Linked DNA regions of Anas platyrhynchos: region 2 is linked to region 1. The links are chromatin contacts, called in public Hi-C maps. All regions are on one chromosome and are shown on one strand. The core of a region is the stretch at or near the end of the contact, and the rest is flanking DNA. Distances in the headings are between cores, read along the strand shown.

What was found. A called contact is a pair of places that touch in the nucleus more often than the background predicts.
Region 2: a Hi-C map of liver shows a contact between it and region 1, with 4 times the contacts expected there. The contact joins the promoter of GCNT2 here to the enhancer-like site in region 1. A contact is called at or near these places in 2 of 8 Hi-C or Micro-C datasets (liver and subcutaneous adipose tissue).

The regions. Positions count from the first base shown.
Region 1 is chr2:90,887,407-90,894,542 of IASCAAS_PekinDuck_T2T, reverse strand. No RefSeq gene overlaps it. Among named protein-coding and RNA genes, the nearest start is that of SLC35B3, 330 kb to the right of the region's middle. Within about 2 kb of position 1,687, at least 1 of the 8 cell types and tissues checked has an H3K27ac peak or open chromatin away from gene starts, as enhancers often do.
Region 2 is chr2:91,465,829-91,472,713 of IASCAAS_PekinDuck_T2T, reverse strand. It overlaps GCNT2 (glucosaminyl (N-acetyl) transferase 2 (I blood group)), which reads right to left and starts at 3,914. Exons shown (of 4, transcript XM_072033098.1): 1 at 3,136-3,914. The region is part of intron 2 of LOC119716143 (a long non-coding RNA gene); the gene reads left to right. It overlaps LOC140001526 (a long non-coding RNA gene), which reads left to right and starts at 155. Exons shown (of 2, transcript XR_011806770.1): 1 at 155-1,265; 2 at 1,594-3,462.

The sequences.
Region 1 (7,136 bases), core at 438-2,937:
TGCATCCAAGGCAGGTGCTCTAACACTGGCATCCACCTTGCCTTTAGGCCTGGGTGCCATTTTGTGGCTGCCACCAGAGCTCTGCACATCTCACTGATATATGGAGCCCTTCCTTTGCTGTGCAGTACAGTGTTGTATGGCCGAAGTGCTGAGAATAAGCTTAATGGAATAATGGGGGATGGTTTTTCTTTGTTTTAATGTGCAAGCTGCTTCTTTACCAATTATTTTCAAAAAGGGAGAGATTCACCATTCCATTGAACGAGTTTTATGCCAGCATAGCAAAACTATGCCTGGCACGTAAACTCAGCTTATGTGAAAATACAGCACAAGAGCAGCTCTGTTGAGAATGCAGTGACCTAAACTGACCAGTGACTGTAGCTGGGCAGAGTCAGGTCCCGCTGATCAGAGACAACTCTACCACATAAAACTAAAGCTGAGGTGAAAAAAGGACAGAAAGCTAAACATTATGCAGAGATGTACGATATTTTTAATTAACTGTTTTTGTTTGTTTGTTTGTTTGTTCTTTTGTTTTGGTAGCTTTTCTGTACAGCAGAAGTCCATTAGGCCAGGGCCGGCAGTGCATAGGCAGCAGTGTATACCAGGGCTGCCTTTTGCAGGCCTTCCTGCAAGGCCTCTCCACTGGCCACTTTTCAGAGTACATCTCCCTCAAGAAGCAACCAGCATCTCTGCTCATCCTTTTTTTTTTTTCTTAATTTTTATTTTTATTTTATTTTTATTTACGTTTTTAACCAAAGGGCACTCGTGAGTGATGTGGGCAACCAGGGGAAGGAGAACACACTGTTCGGCCCCCCACCCCCGCAGCCACATCACGGGCTTTTGTTCGTTCTGGCTGACGGCCCCCTGTACCCAAGCGGGATACAAGTGCGAAATGAATGACAAGCACGGGAGAAAAATAATAATAATAATAATAATAATTTATCAACGCCGAAAACGCGGCGGTTAACGGCCAATGGTGCCTGCCGCCGGGCCCCACCGCCTCCGCCGGCGGCCCCGTGCAGGTGGGCGGTGTTGAGGCGCCACCTACAGGCCTGCAGGCAGCGAGCCTGTGGGGGCGGGTTTGTGAGGGGGATGTGTGCTAATACATACACGGGCACACATCTATAGACAGATATACAGAAGGTTAAATAAAACCACGCTTATTTCCTCAGAAAAGCCTCAGCTATCCCAAGCCACTGGCTAATGGCACGGCAATACCACGCTGCTGTGGCCTCCTCTTGGCATGTCTTCGCCTGGAGCGGGTTAGAGGCCCAGAGCAGATGCTGGAGTGTGAAATGGCAAAGGTTGGATTATTTTACACCAGCGATGTTGCAGCGTTACAGGCTGGGCAGTGGAGAGGACTGGGGAAGGATTCCTAGTTTTAATTGCTTCCATTTGTCCTCTGCCTTGATTGAGAATGAAATAGATTTAAGCGAATGTGTCCTGACCACAGGAAGGAACAATGTTAAACATTTTAATTATACAGGGAGTAAAACAAAGTAAAAGGAGAACAATGAAGACAAAATATAAAGAAAAGAAAGCTAATTAATGGAACATTAACATAAGAATTTAATGTAACCAGGCTGAATCTGGTTTGTAGAAAGAAAAGAAGGAAAAGAGTTCTATTGTCCTTAAAAGAAGTGAGCGCAACCCTGAACTCAGTGTTTTGTGTACAGCATAACTACCATGGCCTTGAAGTGGGTTGCTTCCACTGAAAAGACAGTTTATGATTTGGATTCAACATCTTTAGGAAGCTGTGAAAGAACTTATTTAGGCTTGAAAGTCGAAATGCCAAGCACACAGCAATTTAACCTAATGATTACAGCTCCATAAGCAAAATGTATCTGTGGATATCTTCAAAATGATTTTTTAAGTAAAAACAATTGCTGTGTACCTGAGTGTGAAATACGATGTTTTGTCATGGGCCAACCAGTTGCCAAACACAGTTTTCCACATATACTGCCCTGTACCTCAAATGTAATCACTTTGCTCAGTGCAAGGGGTCCAATTGCCCCCAGGAGGAATTCTTTTGGGTGAATTCTTCCTTATTCAAAGTATAACACCTCTTTGGTTTCCCCACACTAGCAAGAGGAAATATAATGTATGAGTGAAAGAGATAGAGGTCATGTTCTTTGATTGGCTGGCCCAAATGTTGTCTCAGCTTGTGTGATGGTGTTACAATGAAGTTTTCATTACATTCCCTGAACTTTAGCCAAGACTCTGGACATGTTGATGATGCTTAAGTAAATACAAAGCAATCAATACATTTTCAGGGGAAAGCATTCACACATTGTGAGTTATATATTTTAAACAGGAACTTGTAGGTCTTAGCAGGCTGTCTGGTTTAGTTAAACTTCCATAAATCAAACCAAAATGCAGAGAGTATCTGCCTCAGAAACTTATCAGAATTCCACAGCTAGGTATGCCAGTGTCTGACAGATTTGGCCAAAATTTGCAAAATAGATCAAGAAAAATAGATCACTCAGTATTTAGGACTTAATCTAAGTCATGGTCATCCTAGTGTTTTTTGTTTGTTTGTTTGTTTTATTTTGTTGTGTTTTGCCATTGCCTATCACAGGAGACAAAGCTTTCTTGAGGAGAGGCAGAAAACAAGAATCACCCTTAGAATAAGAGCAAATAGCAAATATAGAGTTTGATAATTAATTGTTAATGTAGTGTCTTGAAATCATATTTGTTTGTTTGTTTGTTTGCTATTTTTTAAAACATCTAACTAGCTAGCCACATTAAGTAGGTATACAAACAAGTCAATAGAGGAAATAATATATTATAGCATGATTGTTTTTTAATCACCTTAATATGTATTTATGCTATGTATGTACATAGTAAAGGCACTACAGATTTGAAAAAGCACTGCTAGTAAACAATTAGATGGTAAATCATAGGTGTATCTGTTTAAAGTTATATTGTACTTTTCCATACTTCATTGTGATGTTCAGACCTAAATGTTTAATACAGAATAGTAAGACCCATTATTAATGCCACTTCAGGAATAAATGTTAGGGTGTTTCTGCAATGGATGGTCCAAAACCAGAATGATGACCCTGAATCATACCTGTCTTTTTGTTACATACCTGAATTAGGTCAGGGTCAAACTACTCCCAAATCTACAAATCTTGCAGCCTAAAAGCTGACTAACACCACATTTTTAAAAAATTTAAGTCCAGAAACATACATAGTTCTGAATCTTTCAGTGTTATCTTTCTAATGCAGTGTGTCTGGAATATGGGAGGAATCTAAGTAGTGGAGACTGATTTCATTAACTTTTTTGTGTCTTCCATCTTGCAGTTTATTTCACCATAAATACCCACATTGTATTGCATTTTATGTAAAACTCAATAAACTTAATTAAAATGAGCCATTGATCAGGCAAACTAGAGGTAATACAGATGGCCAGATTTTTGTGTTTCTACTGGAAATTCTAGTCCACTAATATTAACGTGCTTTCACAGAAGGCCTGCTGCTCCCTAACTTTCAACTCTATCAAAAGGACATTCCAGAAATAAGACTAATTTACATAGCCCATATCTTTTGCTTTCCTTCATCTGAATGAACAAGAGACTGTATACAAAACTATTTGCGATTATGGCCATGTCAGGAACATTTCTTTGACTCAGTATTAAGAGGATATGAGTGTGAAAACAGCTTTCAAATGAGCAGAGCTTGGAAACACGTTCTTCAGAGGTCTTCTAGCTTCATCTTCCACTCTCCCATTATCCATAAGCTCTCCCCATAAGCCACCCAGTGGAAGGTTGCACCCTTCTCTTCCAATCACACTTGAGAAGACTACAGAAGGACAGATGACTTTCTGATGGCAGCAGATGAAAAACCTCAGTTCTCGGAGGATCTGGGTCTACTGGATGTTAGCAAATAGCTAACATAAGACAAGCTGTTTTGGCATACCACTGCTATGGTCTGATGACAGCAGAGACCAATTGGACATAACATTTTAATATTTTCTCTTATCTATTAGAGGAAAAATGTATGTGTACTAAATATTGTTATTCCTGGTAGAGAAGATCATATGAAAAAAATCACACTATGAAACAACGACTAAAAGACAGAATAGATCAATGTGGCAAGCATATAAAGACGGTATTCACTGGAGTCCGAACAAGAGCACATCTGAAATTGAAGCGTATTCATAGAATCATAGAATCATTAAGGTTGGAAAAGACCTCCAAGATCATCTGGTCCAACCATCACCTTACTACCAACGTCACCCACTAAACCATGTCTCTAAACACCAGGTCCAACCTTTCCTTGAACACCCCCAGGGATGGTGATGCCACCACTTCCCTGGGCAACCTTTTCCAATGCCTGACCACTCTTTCTGAGAAGAAATGTCTTGTACTTGTTTTAATTGTTGAAGAGCAGTGCTTACACTGAGTTAAGGACTTTTCATCTTCTCACACTGACCTGCCATTCAGGGAGCTGGCGGTTCAGGAGGAGGTGGGAGAGGACAGAAGCAGGACAGGTGACCCCAACTGACCAAAGGTGTACTCCATACCATGCGATGTGCTGTGTCCTGGTTTTGGCTAGGATAGGGTTAATTTTCCTCCTAGAAGCTGGTAGAGTGCTGTGCTTTGAATTTAGGATGAGAATAATGTTGATAATACACTGGTGTTTGACTGGTTGCAGATCCGTGCTTACACTAAGTCAAGGACTTTTCAGCTTCTCTCTCTGTCCTGCCAGTAGGCAGGCAGGGGGTGCAACAGGAGCTGGGAGGGGACAGAAGCAGGACAGCTGACCCCGACTGCCCAAAGGGGTATTCCATATCATATGGCGTCATGCTGGACAATTAATGTGGAGTGGCTGGCTGGAGGACGGCAGGGGTACCGACTGCATGGGGATAGGCTGAGGATTGATCAGTGAGTGGTGAGTAATTGCATTGGGCCAAGCCCCAGCACGTTGCAGTGATTTGTGTCTCTCTGGAATTGCCAGGGTGATGACACTCCTTTTTCAAGCATTTTGCCATTTTTTTAGGATTTTGCACCTGTTCAGGGGTGAATTTCCAAAGCACTGGAGGTGTCCACTGCTCTAGATGCTTGCCCATATCCTCCTATACTGCCTGCCACTCATAACTATGCTGCCTCAGAACAGATCTCTGAATGGCATTCCTAAGTAGTTGGTTAACCTTGGACAATTCCTGAAGCACACTCAGGAGACATTATAATAAGAACATGCTGGTCTGGATATCCCAAGGATATTCGAAGACCTGAAGAGCTATTTTAACTAGCCTGGTGGAGAAGAGGGGAGTGAAGGAGAAAGGGAGAGTGAACAAGGGGGAAAAATCATCTCTGCCTGTCCCCTGCATAGAATGGCTCCCTGAAGAAAAAAGGCCCTTGAAATATCCTCTCGTGAGATAGCCTATGCCAAGGATGCACATAGCATCCGGGCCAGTCACATTAGGGTTCTTTTGCCACTCATTCCCAGGTAGGCTTATGCTGGTATAGGCCTTAGGTAGTTACTGATGCCCTTTGACTGCCAGGGCTTTTCAGTTATGATGGAGAGAGGCTTGGCAACTACATCAGCCAGTTTCCTCAGGACCCTGGGATTCATGTCTCATCAGGTCTGATAGACCTGTACCTTTTTAGATTCACCAGGTGGTCTCAAACCTGCTCTTCACTTACAGCGGGTGGGACTTTGCTCCCCCAGCCTCCATCTAAGGGTTCACGGAAATGAAAGACTTGGGAAGCCCGTCTACCCTGTGCAGATGGAGGCAAAGAAGTTGTTGAGTACCTCAGCCTTCTCCATGTCTGTCGTTACCAATTACTGAGATATAGAAACTCACTCCTAGTATAAGAAATTAGCCACCTATAATTGCTTAGACACTATTTTTACCCCTCAGTCTATTTTCACAAATGTTAAACGCACATGGTGGCCCTCGGCGACTCCTTCTGTCATCCCACTGCAGCAGCGCGAAGGAAGCTGGGTCCTCTCTTGTGCTGTTCCTTGAGGCTCTGTGCAGAAGGGATGCCACCTTTGGCACAAGGGCTGGGGGATGGGAAAGAAGAACTCACACAATCCCTGAGAATCAGCAACAGAGTATTTTATTGCCAGGATGTCTTGCAGGTAAGCCTGCAGGATGTCCATGGTGTTTGGTGGCTCCAAGCTAATGCTTGGGATGGAGCCTGAGCAGCAACGAGTAGGGAGCTGGCCAGGAACTCCTGCGACGCTGTTGGTGCGCTCTGATAGCAGAGAGCAAAGACATGCCACAGTAGTCCCAGGTCTGACCTGGCCGAGATGGATCTACTTCCACCGGTTCTTCCACATCTTCTGGTGGATCCACCTCCATGGGCTCCATGGTGTTTGGCAGAAGGATAAGCCAGTCCAGATGGGATACCTTCCATCCAGAATGTTTTTAGGCTGGAGTGCCAAACCACAGGGTTGTCCAGTTCCACTCCTACCTCCCATGCCACTGTCAAGTTGATTTCTGTGTGTGGGTCTGACACTGCCATCTGGTTTATGGCCATGGCTGGGTCCCACATTGTGTTGTGGACTATGGGCACACCTCTGCTCCACACGGCTGCTTGGCTGATACTCCTGCCTTCGCCCCATGCCACCATTGTGCCAATGGTAAGGCTGAGGCCCACAGATGCTATATGGTTGATGAGAAGGACTGTGCACAGCTCAGGGTGGCTGATGGCCAAGCCAGTCCTTGCTCGGGACTGGCTGCATGGAATGCCTTTGATCTGGGAAGTTTTCAGGCTGGAGTGCTTAACCACAGAGTAGTCCACTTCCACACCTCGGTCCCATGCCACTGTCAGGTTGATTTCCATGTGTGGGTCTGATACTGCTGTCTGGTTTATGGCCATGGCTGGGTCCCACATTGTGTAGTGGACCATGGGCACACCTCTTCTCCACACAGCTGTCTGGCTGATGTTCCTACCTTGGCCCCACACCACCATTGTGACTGTGGTAAGGTCCAGGCCCACTGTTGTTGTGTGTTTGAGGGGACAGCCTGTTCCCTAGCCTCAGATCAGTGTAACATAGAATCATAGAAACATTAAGGTTAGAAAAGACCTCCAAGATGATCTGGTCCAACCATCACCTTCCTAGCAATGTCACCCACTAAACCAAGTCCCTATGCAGCAGGTCCAACCTTTCCTTGAACACCC
Region 2 (6,885 bases), core at 2,665-5,164, 580 kb before region 1:
GGCTCTGTCTAAAGTGGAACACTTGGTAATTCTCTCTTTTCCAACTGCGAGTCTGTTACTGTGGATATGCTGCCATGAGACAGCATATTTGGAGGATGTAAGCATTTTCCATACTCATACTACTTTGATCCAACATGAAATAATGTTGAGGCAATGTCAGATGATCTGAGATTGCACCAATAAATGCTTTGATCAGACAATCCAGCATGCTACAAGGCAAAGGTGGAAATACCATCACCTGCCTTCCAACACATGCAGACAGGCTACCTCAGGCACAGACAGGTTCCTCCTGATGCCCTTTGGGTCTCTTTCCTCCCATCCTGGCCCCAAATACTCAGTTAATAAAAGACTGAAGACTGCAGGTGGTAGCTTCAGCCCTACCAGGTACAGTCATAAGCTGTACTGAAAGGAGCGCTGAAGCTGCTTTGTAAGGATTCGTGGCCAGAATGAACCCTAGGCAGGCACTGATGCAGGACGCAGGAGTCAAGCTTACACAGTGATGGTAAGCAGCACACTCTTCAAAAACAACACCTCATTGGGGAGCTAGCAAGGATGGGTAGGGGTAGCCATGGTCATGCCGGGCTTCCAGTGCAGTCATCTTCACCAACGCCACTGCCTTTGGCTGGAGGCAGGAAGACTGCTCTGGTGGAGCCGAAGGACTGGAACAGGGTTGTTCAAAGTCACAGGGAGTAAAGGAGACTTGCCAGACACCACTAAGAAGTCATCTGGAAAATGGCACCACAGCCCAACAGTACAGCTTGTTAAAAGAGGATTCAGAGAGATGAGCAAACACTGAGCTGAGACCACTGTCGAAGTCAACAAAGGAATATGGAGCAAACACCAGTTCACTGGTCCCAGCTCAGTGACTGGTGAATGCTGTCCCACGGGTGCACAGACCTGCCCACAACACCTCAAACCACTGCTACTTCCTAATTGGATCGTTAGAGTGAATCTCATTCAGGAGTGAACCCTGCCAGACACCTCAGTAACACAAAGTGCTGTGATCTCAGGTTATTATAAAGCCAGCAGCCTTTGTGCTCCCCTCTGTGCTCCACAGACCATTGAGTTCAGTGTGTTCCCATTGGGACTAGCTGCCCTCAGCCAACTGCAAGACCATTTCTTTCCCTGCACCATGGTCTTAGAGGAGAGCTCCACCCATCTGGAATGAGGAAAATGTGGAAGGAGGAAAACTGGGAGCAGGTGCCAGTTTTCCTGCAGGAGCATGATTTCCTTGGGGAAGTCTCAGTTTGGGGCAGAGAACACAGGTAACATTTCCAAAGTATTAAATGCTGAGATCCTCCAAAGCATTTGAATAACTTTGAAACTGCTCAGATGCTTCTAAAACTCTATTTTAGGCACTGTGTAACTTGCTAGACAGCTAGGAAGACTTAAAAACTTTATATACATATAAATGAATATATGTCCAAGGAGACTGTTTACTCTTAGCTGTCGAAGTTTGCATTACTTGTATGATCCATAGCAAACATAAGCTACATTCAGAAAATGAGAGAGAGAGACCTGCTCATCATAGGACTGGAATGCGAATGCAAGCCTTAACTTTTTTTTTTTTTCTTTTTTTTTTTCCTTGCACAGACACTGCTGCAACACCCTTTCAGCAAACCAGACTAGCCACAATCCTTTGGTACTACTAGCCTCTGGGAAAAGGAAGGCTGCATGCTTGGTGGTACTTCTTAATCCTGGTGCATTGATGCTTCAGCACAGTTATTATTTAAAATTCTGAAAACATGCATGCAAATAATTACTGTAGAAATCCAAGCTGTCAAAAAATTTTTGATCGTTTGGTGGGTTGGTTTTGTTTTTGTTTTTAACTAGTTCTAACTTGTGGTGATTTCTATGAAATAACGCCCATGCCTTGGATTATAGGCAGAAATCACATACACATACACACGCACAGAGCAAGGAAGCAAACAGAGTGTAAAGCCACATGGAAAGTCTCTGTCTGAGGTCTTGGTGCAAAGTTCATACACAAGGAACAGCCAAATCTAGATGTAAATCTGAATTATATTATGGCAAAAATCAGTGAAGGAGCAGCTGGGTGCCAGGAGACCTCATGATACCTACGGCTTCTCTTGATGTGGGTTGTACTGGACCTTGGCATGCATTTTGGGTACAAAACCAGTTCCTGGGCAAAATAGAAGATCAAATTTAACATGTTCTTCAACAGGGGCTGTGTAATAGAGGTCTGTGCTTGTAGAACTAAATCTGTTGCTGAATGAGACTTGCAGTGCAGCTCCTTTTTATTGCTCCCTGGGCCTTCATTGTGGCAATTCTCATTTTTGCTTTAGAGGAAGTTTTGGTACAGCTCACACAGTAGAAACACGCTCCCCAGTAAGATTAGCAATTGAAATGTCTTCCCTGGGGATGAACGGGAACAGACCTTCCCAGTCAGGAAGGATATTTTCTTAGGCATATAGTTAGCACTCACTAAACTGCTCCTGGCCTTCATCAATATAGGTAATTGGTTTCAACTAATTTACTAGCAAATTAAAAAGCAAAATTCATGGGCTTTGCACGTTGTGGATTTAAGCTGCGATTTGGCCTTGGTCAGTAGTGACAGACATCATGTATTTCACATCTATTAGGAATTACTTAGACCTTTATATTCTGTTGTTGGGACAGATCTGTCAGTATCATGGCATTCCTTTTCATGACCCTCATACGCAAAGCTGGCAGTTTGAATCGGCATTGTCAGAATCACAGCAAGGCCTCAGCAAGCAAGCAATTTCTCCTCAGTGTGGTTTTTCTGTTTCAGAAATGCAGGTAGTCACAGATTTCTGCTTTGTGCCCATATAAAGGAGCCCCCATCCCTCTGTCCTTGAACCAAGATGAAACTGTCTCAGTCTCACGCTGCTCTTGGATGCTGCATGGCCTCCACAAAACTCTTTCCTTGGAACAGTCCTACCTGGCAGTGATCTTCTCTATCACATGCATAACGTGTCCCACCTGAGCTAGAAAGCATGTATGCACAGTGTAACATGAGAAAGGAGAAAGCAGAGTTGAGCACAGGAGCAGTTAAAGTTTATTCCTCTCTATTTTTCTCGCAGTCCCTGGCATTGCTGCACTTGCTAGCTGGAAATAAACTGGCTGTCCAAAGAGACAAAAACACAAACCTACCTGAAAAAGGAGCTCCCAGGCAGGCACACAGGCTGACACCGGACCGTCACATCGCAGCAGCGCTCGCAGCAAGTGGGAGGAGAGATAAAGTGACACATCAAGGAAAACGCTCGCTCAGCTCACATGGTTCAGTAGAACCATCAAGTAATCTAATCATGCACCATCAGTGAGCACATCTGCCTGCACAAACAGCAAAGGCCGGACAGTACACCATCTCCTCTGATTTTGTCTTGCTGTGCTCACAGAGCTTCTCACATTTTGGTAACTTCACTTTTTGTCTGATTTCATGGAAGACTTTTCAATACAAAGAAGGCAGGAATATGTAAAGCTCTCTAGTCTCCAGCAGAGCACATTTTGCAACTCAAACATACTACTGCTCCAAAGCAGAGCACTCCACTGCTCACTCTTCCAATGAATTTCCAGCAGGGACACTTACCTGTGTGAAAATAACTCACCAGCTGCTGTGTGAGGGGATGGTGACCTAATGATTGTAGTTGTGGTGTTTTGTCCATCACGGAATAGCTCGTCCTTAAGCACACAACACTGGGGTGTAGGTTTCCGAGCATGTACGCAGGGTGTTACAAGTGAGACCACGCAAACCACGGCACACAACTTCCCTTTCCAGTGTCACTGTTTTATAGCATTCAAGTTCCGACTTGTCGAGACTTGTCGACTTGTCGTCTGGTTGAGACTTGGCGACTTGTCGACTTGTTCTGAGGCTGTGCAGTCTGTTGTTGGGGGTCATTATTCTTCCTCTGGTGTTCATGCGTTGTGCTTGTGTTCAGGTAGGGGAAGTGAAGCAGCAAAACAGGATGTAACAAGGATGTTTACCCAACCCCCCTTCCCCATTTGTCCCCATGTCACAATGCCGTGAGTTGTGAAACCTTATCTCCTCAGTAGATTCTTTAAATTCTCAAGGACAATGAACAAACCCCTACTAATTTATCACACAGGGTAAAGAGAAAGACAGAAGGGGAACCAACCAAGTTCTTGGGTCAATGTTGGCAGAACGGTTGCACCACTGATAAAACTTTGCAGTTTGGCTCATGCCCACAACCTTGGCAGTTGGACAGGTTGGCCAAAGGACAAAAAGGAAGATGATGGAGGATTGAAGTAGCGACACCCGTGGGGCCAGTGCAGCCCCAACTCCAACAGTGCGCATCCACATTTGTAGGTATGCTTATACAACACCTACGAGGAGCCTGGCATCCCTTTTGACACGTTTGCCCCACCTGTCAGAACAGGTGCTGGGCTGGAGGGGATAAAATCGTGACTCTCCTGAAGGAGAAGCAGACACACTACAGAGGCCAATGTTGCCTCAATGGGGTCGTCTGTTTGAGCAGTGTGCCTGCATTATTTTATAGGTGATCCCCGGGAGGATTATTAATATAGCTTAATTAATTTTTGGCTAGCTTTAGGATATTTAGCGCTAATGCAACAAGTATATTTATCACTGGCAATTCCAGATCTGTTATACCTGTCACCTCAATAAAATCATCCAGTTTTGACTTTGTAAAACTGTTTCAGTGAAAGTCCTTGGAGGGGCTCTGTCAAGCAAACGTCAAATCCATAGGCTTTATGTAATACTAATTTCTCCTCCTGTGCAGAGAAAGCAAGCCATAATTGAACATTCTAATAGAGGACAGGCTAGCTGCGATGGAGAACTTTATTTTTTTATTTTTTTTTTTAAATATGACTGGATTTTATAGGTGATACTGATATAACATCATATATAGTGTAATATCAAGGCATAGAGAGAGCACTGTTTTCTTAATGCAGCTTAATATACGTATTAATTGGCATGCAGAACTGCATGTATTCATGCAGGTATTATCTGCGCTGGAGGAATGTCCAAAGGTAGCTCTCAATGGATTTTGCAAACACTTAGGCACTTGCTAACTTTATGAACATGAGCCTCAGGAAGTGCAGTGAGTGTCAAGCCTGACCACCATCAGCAGAGCTTTCAGATTTTGTCTTCTCCTGATAATTGTCAGTTAAGGATACTCTTAGTCACAGGTCTAGGTTAATGGGGGGAAAGTAATTCCCCAATATGTGATGTCAAACCTCATCTGTCTGCAGAAATTGGGAAACTGCCCCCTGCTGCAGGTGCCTCAGCAGCTACAGGAGTAACATAACTCCATCTGGTTGTGAGCGACCTGCTCTGCCAAGTGCAGCTACCCACAGCCTTGCTGGCTGCCGCAGGTGTCTGGCTGCTCTTTATTCTGCGATTTGTTTAAACGTGATTTGTTGCTGAGTATGAAATGAGCAGTAGGTGTCTGGAAAACATCCATGAGTAATGACCTAAAAAAAAAAAAAAAAAAAGAAGAAGAAGAAGAGAGAAAGAGAGAAAGAGAGAAAGAGAGAGAAAGAGAGAGAAGAGAGAGAAAGAGAGAAAGAGAGAAAGAGAGAAAGAGAGAAAGAGAGAAAGAGAGAAAGAGAGAAAGAGAGAAAGAGAGAAAGAGAAAGAGAGAAAGAGAGAAAGAGAAAGAAGAAAGAAAGAAAGAAAGAAAGAAAGAAAGAAAGAAAGAAAGAAGAAAAAGAAAGAAAGAAAGAAAGAAAGAAAGAAGAGAAAGAAAAGAAAATAAAAGAGAAAAAAGAAAATAAAAGAGAAAGTAAAGAGGGAAGGGAAGGGAAGGAAGGGAAGGGAAGGGAAGGGAAGGGAAGGGAAGGGAAGGGAAGGGAAGGGAAGGGAAGGGAAGGGAAGGGAAGGGAAGGGAAATTCAAAATTTCTAGAAAGTCTATGAATATGTTAAAAAAATAAATGAAGTGAAGCCTGATGCAAATATGTAAGGGAGCAGCTGATTCTTCATGTTCTCTGTGGACAGGAAAAGAACTGATCAGCTTAGATAGCATCAGGAGAGTTGAAGATCAGACTTTAGGGAAGCTTTGTAGTGATAAACAGGTAAATGTGGACTAGATGGTCTGGAAAGACTGGAATTCTCCCCCTTGATGGTGTTGAAGAGCCGGTTAGGCATAGCTTTGTCAGCTACTTTGCAGACCATACTGGTCCAGCCCTGGTGATTTTCTAGGTCTTTTCCTGCTCAGTTTCTCTGATTGTCTATATTACAGTATCATCTAGCTTGGCTGTAGCTGGGTTAGCGATCCTACTACACCTAGGAACTGTATGAAAACATTAGCCAAAGGACTTTGTCATCATTTAGGAATATGTTTGTCATCCTTGCTAATTACCATTAAATAGCAGTTTTGGTAAGCTTGCGATAGTCCTGGAGCACTCTGGAAGGAAAAAGCATTTATATGATACTTTTGTGTTTCACCCTAAATGCAAAGAAAGATCATTTCTCAGTAGCTGTTCACTTATTGACATGTTTCACCTCACAATTTTTCATGTCATAACACAAATCAGTTTAATGTCTGCTCCACCTCTTTGCATAGCTTTCTTTCAGTGAATTATCAGGAGCCTCTTTCAGAGGTCCATGGTAGGCATCTGTTGTCCTTAGAGAGCCTTTCTGACTGGGACAGACCTTTTACTAAGTTGAGGTAGAACCAAACCAGGACTTGTCTTTAAAAAGTTCCTGAATGAGCCCTTATTCTCTGTATCTCTCTGTTTCAGAAGTGGCAAATTTGCTGTAGCTAAAGTATGTGGTGTTTTTGTTGTTGTTATTGTTGTTGTTGTTTTGGAGGTATTCCTTGGGTTTCTCTATAGTTCGGATTCTCCCATTTTGTTTCTTCTCTGTGCAAGAAACATCCACGGCTGCTCTAGCCCCTCTAGCTACCCTATTGAGTAGCGAT